3 separate regions of the Sus scrofa genome follow, and regions 1 and 3 are each linked to region 2. A link is a contact called in public Hi-C and promoter capture Hi-C data. All regions are on one chromosome and are shown on one strand. Each heading gives the region's core, a stretch centred on a gene start, on an enhancer-like site or on the middle of the called end of the contact. The rest is flanking DNA. Distances are from core to core; before and after follow the strand shown. Region 1 holds the start of AK5 (adenylate kinase isoenzyme 5). Region 2 holds the start of ZZZ3 (ZZ-type zinc finger-containing protein 3). Region 3 holds the start of PIGK (phosphatidylinositol glycan anchor biosynthesis, class K).

What was found. Promoter capture Hi-C pulls out the DNA fragments that hold promoters and counts their contacts. A called contact is a pair of places that touch in the nucleus more often than the background predicts.
Region 1: a contact with region 2 is called in a Hi-C map of embryonic fibroblasts, with 1.6 times the contacts expected there. The contact joins the promoter of AK5 here to the promoter of ZZZ3 in region 2. A contact is called at or near these places in 1 of 5 promoter capture datasets (fetal liver) and 1 of 47 Hi-C or Micro-C datasets (embryonic fibroblasts).
Region 3: a contact with region 2 is called in a promoter capture Hi-C map of fetal liver, with 4 times the contacts expected there. The contact joins the promoter of PIGK here to the promoter of ZZZ3 in region 2. A contact is called at or near these places in 3 of 5 promoter capture datasets (fetal liver, liver and skeletal muscle), 5 of 47 Hi-C or Micro-C datasets (brain, embryonic fibroblasts, heart right ventricle and 2 more) and 1 of 2 datasets of contacts at active chromatin or transcription factors (skeletal muscle).

Annotation. Positions count from the first base shown.
Region 1 is chr6:136,019,323-136,022,022 of Sscrofa11.1, forward strand. It overlaps AK5 (adenylate kinase isoenzyme 5), which reads right to left and starts at 1,263. Exons shown (of 14, transcript XM_003127921.6): 1 at 803-1,263. The coding sequence starts at 862.
Region 2 is chr6:135,604,876-135,607,575 of Sscrofa11.1, forward strand. ZZZ3 (ZZ-type zinc finger-containing protein 3) reads left to right here and starts at 1,270. Exons shown (of 14, transcript XM_005653415.3): 1 at 1,270-1,474.
Region 3 is chr6:136,056,586-136,059,285 of Sscrofa11.1, forward strand. PIGK (phosphatidylinositol glycan anchor biosynthesis, class K) reads left to right here and starts at 1,411. Exons shown (of 11, transcript NM_001032358.1): 1 at 1,411-1,526. The coding sequence starts at 1,434.

The DNA.
Region 1 (2,700 bases), core at 13-2,512, 410 kb after region 2:
CAAAATGTTCCCCATCCCTCGGGTCCCTGGTGCAGATGATGCTGTGATGCGGGTCAGCGGACAGAGCAACAGGAGTCACGCCCGCCTCGTCGCTCCCTCTTGCTTTCTCTAGGTGGGCTGAAGAGGGCAGGCGAAAGCTATGGGCTGGAGAGGAGAGGAAGGAGACCCATCCCTTCCAAGGCGACGGGAAAACGTGCTCAGGAGTTCATTCACCGAAAGCGCAGAACAGCACTGGGTGCCTGCCACCCGGAAGGTAGCGCTGCACTTGATAGGTTTGGATTTGCTTTTTGCATCTTCATTCGTCTCCTCCAAGCTGTTCCCGGGTAGGGCTCCTTTCGTCCCCACTTCCCCTTCCACGCGGGAGTCCGGACCCTCGGCGCAAGGAAAGGACTAAGGCTCTCGACCCCTCGGTTCTGAGTCCTTACTCACCGCTGGGGACAGCATGCCCCCGCCCCGGGCCTGGACCTCGTTCCCGGAGACCGCGGCCGGCCGCTGCCTGCAGCCCACCCTGGATGTCCACATATGAGAGGTGCGCTGGAGGCAGCCTACCTTCTGAACCGGGTTCGAAGACTGTAACTTGATTGGAGAGGTGGGGGCTTCTGAGCCCAGCCAGACCACAGGGGCCCTGGAACCCGCTGGAAAGGCGGCTGTCCCCGGGTAAGCGGGCGAACGAGCTTTTGGAAGCCCCTTCACTTCCGTGCCCCGTATCTGCTAGGCGGGACGGGGCGCGGCTGCCTCACCCCGAATCCCGGAGATGCCCTCCCGCTCCTCCGGTCCCTCTCTGCCAGACCTAGCACCCTACCTCGAAAAGCTGAGGGATTTCCCTGCGGGCCAGATACTCCTTGGCATCGTTGGTGTTCATGGCTGTGCCGCGCGTGCCTTGGGGCGCGGGCGGGAGGCTTCTGGGCTGCGGCGACCTGGGCTGGGGCTGGCTGGGTCCGCGCCGAGCACAGTGCAGCCCTCGCTTTCACGCGCAAACACTCACACGCTCGACTCTGCCCGCCCAGACTGGGCCCCCCTCCGTCTCTCCCCGTGGCTGTCGTCTCAGCGCTCCCGCCGCCCCCGCCTAGCCACTAGTCCCCGCGCCCGAGCTGCGGGCTCCGAGCGGAGTCTGCCCGGGCTCCAGGCTGCGCGGCCGCCGGGGAGGGGCGGAGGGAGCGGAGGAGGAGGGAGGACAGCGCGGCGGGCGCCAGGCAGCAGTCTGCCTGCCTCTCCCGCTCTGCGCGCCGCGCTCTGTGCCTCCGGAGCCGGGTCTGCGGCGGCGGCGGCGGCGGCGGCCAGTCACGCTGCGCGGGCGGCGCGGAGTGCGGGGGTGGGGACGCGGGCGCGCGAGATGCACTCAGTCACACCCCTCCGTGTCACACTGCCTCCCGGGCTCTGCGAGCGGTGCGCTCCAGGGGCAGCAACCTGAGAGCAGCGGGCGAAAAGACCTGAGTCGGGGTCTGTATAAACCTGGACTCAGGCGCGCGCGCGCACACCCCCCCCCCCCCGTTACTCCTCCTCCAAGCCCAAAGAGCTCCCAGAAGGAAACCTTATTTTCACAGAATTTATCAATTATTCCAAAGGTTACTGATTCTTCATATTTAGGGAGCTGGGATGGGTTTGATGGTGTGGATTCCATGCCCCTAAGATCATTTTAAATCCTGCGTATTTCTATCCTTTAGGAAAGTTTTGCTAGCTGGTTTCGAATTTTTTTCCCCTGTTAGCGTTACAGATCCTTACAGATTTCACTATAAGGCCTTACAGTGAGGCCGAAGTTTTTATTAACAGAAGGATTAGTAAGTAATTGACTAGTTAATTTTCTCAGAGAGGAATAGGAAGGTGGAGAAGTGGGTGTTGGTGGAGCGCTGGAGATTGCTTAAATTGGAAACATGCGCAGAAAGTGGAGCGGATTAATCCGATCAGAGGAGTGTGCAGTTGGTGGGCCGTGGAGAGTTCGTTGGAGCACCCTGGGCTGAGTATGGGTGGGTATGGGTGATGTGCTAAAGCAGCAAGAAGGTTCAAGTATCTTCCTGCTACAGACCATTATCAAGGGATACCATCGTCCTCCTAGCTCCCAATATGACTCATTTCCCTCCATTAGGCTATCTTCTCATTGTCTGCTTGAAAGATGGTGCATGCTGCCCTGAGAACATGACCTCTAACTGTGTGCAGTGCCTGACATTGTGCGAGGGCTTGTGAGAGGAGAGGAGGCTCTGATAGGCATTGCCATGTGGGGCCGGACCAGGGAGAGAGGCAACACTGCACCTGCTTCCAGAAACCAATGACTGGGATGTCCATTTCAAGTTCATCTTTGCAGATCTTTTCTTGGTTCTCTTTCTTGTCACATGAAAAATTGCTACTCGTGCCTTCACTATAGCTGCAGTTTTGTTTTCCCCAAGGGAGAGCGCTCAAGAATTAACTGAATTTTATATAGTAAATGAAGTTTTCTGAACACTTGTGAAACTATGTGTCATATGGTAGCCTTAAATGAGGCAAGTATGCCATAGAAATTGATTTCTGCCCTCAGAATATGCCACATCCCTTACCGTTCCAGCTTCTGACAGTTTTTATCTTATTTGAGGGCAGGTTATGGCAGTAGTGAAGCATTGTCTCTTCCCTGTGCAATAATGCTTGATAAGCACCAGGATCCATGGCATGAAAACTTACTTTATGAACAAGCACAGCTGAGGCAAAGCAGCTAGGACTGAAGAGGCCACT
Region 2 (2,700 bases), core at 20-2,519:
GGGCCTTTATTTTCTTGCATGCTCACTATAGTTCCTTGATATGATTTAATAAGAGTATTAAACACTTTGTGCCAGGAGTTCCCGTTGTGGCTCAGTGGTTAACGAATCTGATTAGGAACCACGAGGTTGCGGGTTCGGTCCCTGGCCTTGCTCAGTGGGTGAAAGATCCGGCGTTGCCCTGAGCTGTGGTGTAGGTCGGAGACGAGGCTGGGATCCTGCATTGCTGTGGCTGTGGCGTAGGCCGGTGGCTACAGCTCACGATTGGACCCCTAGCCCGGGAATCTCCATATGCCACGGGAGTGGCCCTAGAAAAGGCAAAGACAAAAAAAACAAAAAAACAAAAAACAAACTTTGTGCCAGACACAGGTCTGTGGATACAGCAAGAGCAAAAGTCCTTCCTTACCTTTAAGGATCTCACATTCTTGGTGGTAAAGGGTGGACAAATGTCTGTAAGTGATAACTGTCATATAAGCAAGTAAAGACAGTAAGAGCGATGGTGCAAGTGTGCTCTTTTGGATAGAGCTGGTCTGTGAAGTTTCAGATGTCCACCTTTGAGAAGGGAACTGAAATACTTGTGGAACATCTACCACGTGGCTCAGCATAAGCAACCCGACAAGGATCCATGAGGTCTTGAGTTTGATTCCTGGCCTCAGTCAGTGGGTTAAGGATCCAGCAGTTGCCGTGAGCTGAGGTGTAGGCTGGCAGTTGCAGCTCCGATTTGGCCCCTAGCCTGGGAACCTCCATATGCCCCGGGTGCGGCCCTAAAAAGAAAAAAAAAAAAAAAAAAATCTGGAGGAAGTGTTCTAGCGCAGGCTATAGCAAACGCAAAGTCCTGAAGTGGATCGAGCCTGCGTGTTGTAGGAACAGCTAGAAAACCAGAGAGGCGTGCGAGGGTTCTATGCGGCTGGAGGAAGGCAGGAGCATATTCAATGTACATACAGATATTTTCCTACCTGAGACCACACTGCTAAGGGAGGGAGAGTGTACAAATCTCTCAAGAGGCCACAAAGGGCAGGATGAAGAGGACCAACGGCCGGGCTACCGGGAAGACTTTCCTCCAACGGTAGTACCCTGACTACAGGCAAGGGATGGAATGTGTCCTGCCCTCATTAGACCAACCTTTGCCGAGGGGCGCGGGCGAACCGCGGGGGCGAAACTCGGCCACCCCCGGCCCACCCGGCCCGCTGGCGCTGCACCGGCTGCGGTTACCAGCAGGCGGTGTAGTGAGCGCGCCAGCAGCCGCCACCGCCCGCCTGTCCCAGCGAGGAGGAGAAAGGAGGGGACCGGAAGGAGCCGCTGGTGCTGCGGGAAGTAGCAGGAGCGGGAGGCGGGGACCCACCTGGAAGCGCCCCGGCGCCGCTGTCGAGCTTCCTGCGGCGGCGGCCACCCAAGCCAGTGCCGTGGCGGGGGCGGAGAGCAGCCACGACGGCGGCGCCTCCCCGAGTGGCCCGAGGTGCCTGGCCCCACGCGAAAGGTGAGCAGGCGCTCGGGGCACGTGGTGGCGGCTAGAGATGGGGGAGGGAGAACGGAGCAGGAGGGAACCACCGGACAACCGATTCTGGGACCCGGATTTGGAACCGAGTGCAGGGAGGGGGTGGGCTGGAGGTAGCGGCGGCGGCGGCTGCGGCGGCGACGGCGAAGCCCCCACGTGGGGCGGGGGTGCGCGCGCACGTGTGCGCGGGCAAAAGGGGGGCGGGGAAGTCTCTGGGGCGGACGACGGGCGCGCGCTCGCTTAGTAGCGGTCCACGTGACCGGCACGCAGAGACTCTGCCTCCACGTGACATATTGGGGAGGTTGGCTGAGGCAGAGGGCTGCTGTGTTTGTTGTAGTGTAATCGTGGTCGTCTGAGGTTTTAGGGTTGTTTGCCGCTTTTCATCTCTACTAGGGGGTTATGAAGAGAAATATAAGACAGAAAAGACTTTCTGTTTTTTCTGTGTCACACTCATTCTTCTCTTCGTTAACGAAATACTTTTTATATGCCGAAATACTAGTTTCTCTGTACCGCCATGTTGGTTCTGCCGCAAACTCGCGAGATGCTTGTGGGCTTGTATCGCGAGATCTCCCGATTCTCGCGGGACCTTGTTGGCAGAGCAGTTGTCCTGGATGGCGGAGCCCTGGGTTCCGGGGGGCTTGAGACTCGCAACTCTTTCTACAAGGCAAGTTGATAGGGAGGGGCCGGGGCACGTGCCTCTTGGTGCCGGGAGACATGCTGTGTCAGCTTCCTCTAGTCCTGAAGGGAATGTATTGACCCATTTGAGGCGACACTATTCTCCCCACCCCCCTGCGGGCGCTCCGCCACCTGCAGAAGCGAATGCATCCCTCAGCCGGGGCTCCTTCTCCCCCGCTCAGTGATCGTTCCTCCCCCGTCTCACTGGAAGTTTGGAGCAGTGCTCGCACAGACGTGACGATTCCATTGGATACCGTTCCTCTTACTTTCAGACGATCTTGTCAGTTTTTCCCCTTGTTGCCATTTTCTAAAGAATTCCAGACCTGTTAACATTCTGTCGCTTGTTTCTGCCGCAGTACCTTTCTCCACTGGCTCTTCTCTGACGCCTAAGATAGAGCGCGTTCCATTTCTTCTCTCTGGGCATCATTTACTCCTAAACATTTATTTGATCATTTGATAACTTCTCCCTCACTCTAATTTACTTTGTATTTACGATAACTTGTGGTAGTATTTGTAGGGATCCTTTATATCTA
Region 3 (2,700 bases), core at 161-2,660, 450 kb after region 2:
GCTCAAAAGAGGGCCAATTACTTTGGCTGAAGCATAATAAGGGATAAATTCCATGTTAACAATGAATGTTAGGGAGTTCCCATCATGGCTCAGCAGAAACTAATCCAACTAGTGTTCATGAGGATGCAGGTTCAATCCCTGGCCTCGCTCAATGGGTTAAAGATCTGGCATTGCCATGAGTTGCAGATGCGGCTTGGATCTGGCATTGCTGTGGCTGAGGTGTAGGTCAGTAGCTGTAGCTCTGATTTGACACCTTGCCTGGGAACTTCCAATGCCAGGTGTAGCCCTAAAAGCAAAAAAAAAAAAAAAAAAAAAAAAAAAAAAAAAAAAAGTTAAAATTGCATACATGACAAAGCAGCATAAACACATGTTTATGTCATGCTAAATGCAAAGAATAATTTAAAACTGAATGCATATACATAAAAAGGAATGAAATAATGCCATCTGCAGCAACATGGATGGAACTAGAGATTCTCATACTAAGTGAAGTCAGAAAGAGAAAGACAAATAACACATGATATCACTTATATGTGGACTCTAAAACATGACATAGATGAACCTATCTATCTACAAAACAGAAACACACTCACAGACATAGAGAACAGACTTTCGGTTGCCAAGGGGGAGGAGGAGGGAGTGAGATGGATTGGGAGTCTGGGGTTTGTAGATGCAAACTATTACATTTAGAATAGATAAGCAATGAGAGCTACTGTACAGCACAGGGAACTATACCCAATCTCTTGGGATAGAACATGATGGAGGATAATATGAGAAAAAAGTCCGCACGTTATGTATTGACTATGCTTTAATTAAAAAATAAAATAAAACTGAATGCATATAATGAACATAATGGAATACACAAAATCTTATTAAATCCTCATGTTCTGAGATGTTTTAGCACTATAATTACGAAGAAACAAAAACGTAACTAATTTCTAAATAAGTTTTTAATAATAGACCCTAGCCTGTTAGTTGCAGCATTCACCCACCTTTTCACCTGGAACCGATCACCTTTAAACGTGTCTCAGAGTTTACTCTTCCCACCACATCATGCCTCACAGAGTCAGAATGCGCAGCACTGTGCCAAAAATGAAATAACAGCTTCTGAAAGTTTATGAGATCACACGTTTTTCTCCCTCACCTTTCAATAAAGTTTTACAACGTTGTATCTATTTTACAATACAAAAACTGAAAATGCAGCTAAAGAGAAAGGATCAATGTCCTTTATCTACCGTGCCCCGGCTAGCTGGGGACTCCAGGTCTGTGAAAGTTCGGACACCTAAAGGCTGCCAAGGAGGCGCGGCAGGAGTCGCAAAACAAAAAAAAAAAGGAAACAAACCAAAGAAACGCGCACGCAAAGCCCCGCCCCGCCCAGCGCTGCTTTACGGCACTCGCTCCGCCCCTCCAGGTGCGGGAGGCTGAAGCCGGTCAATATGGTCGGTACTTGGTTTCTCTGCCGGGGTTTTACCACCCTGGCAGGGTTGTTGCTCCTGCCCTTCGGCAGCTTGGCCGCTAGTCAGATCGAGGTAGGAGCCAGGCGCTCTGAGCGACAGGGCCCCGGGGGGACAGCTGTGTCGTGGCCGTGAGCGCCCGGCAGATGTCCGATTCACAGCCGCCGAGGGAAGCCTCCTGGAGTCACCAGCCTCTTACTAGGCTGCGTGGGCTGTGGGGAGGGTGTCACAGGGGGCGGGATTGGACAGTGCCTGTCTGTTGGAGCCTTTTAAAAAGATGCATTAAAAGAATCGAGTATTGGGAGGCCAGGGAGGGCCTGATCCTTGGCTCAGACGAGTGTGCGGTCCCTAGCAGGTGGAAGGTCAGACTGAGTGCTTCACCTAATTTCTTGCTACTAAATACAGCTCCCTCGTTTAATCTGAGTCAGATGGATCCTGTGTTTTACTTTTGGCTCATACTACCTTCCCGTCCATTATAAACCTTTTTACGATCTCCTGTAGTCTGATAATACCTCGGTCCAGTTCTGCAGCCTGTTTCTAGCATCATTATTCAGGCCAGAATATCCAGCTGGCCAAGGGCCCTGGAGTCAGCCAACATTTGAAGATTTGTGGCCATGTTTTAACTTCTGCCTACCCCATCTCCTGTGCCGTTCCTCCTAAGCTAGAAACCTGGGGAGTTTAAAAATAAACTCCTTTCTACCTCACTTTTTAATCACTAATTTTTTTGTTCTGAACTTTTAAAATTACTTTCCTCCTTTCTTGTACCTATCACTTACTGAATGCATTCTCACTGAATGGTCATTTCTCGCCTCATCTATTAAAATAACTTTATCTTGTTTCCTCCATGCTTCCAGACTCCCTCACTTTAGTCTTCATCAAATGTAAACTCGATCAGGTTATTCCTCTAATTGAATCTTTGCATATTTTTCCATGGCTTACAGAATGAAGTCTAAAAATCTTGACCTGGTCTCTGCCTACTTTCCCAGTCTTCATATAGGAGTCCATTCTCCTCCACCTCAAACCTTGATCTTAGACCAATGGACTCAAAAGTTTTTGACTACATACCCCTACCAGTTAGAAACGATAGACAGCATGCATTCTCTGTTTCTGTTCATGAATTACTGCTTCTTTGTTTGTTTGTTTATTGATTTATTTTTCTTTTAACAGCTGAACCTGCAGCACATGGAAATTCCCAGGCCAGGGGTTGAATCAGAGCTGCACTTGCTGGCCTGCGTCACAGCCCCACAAT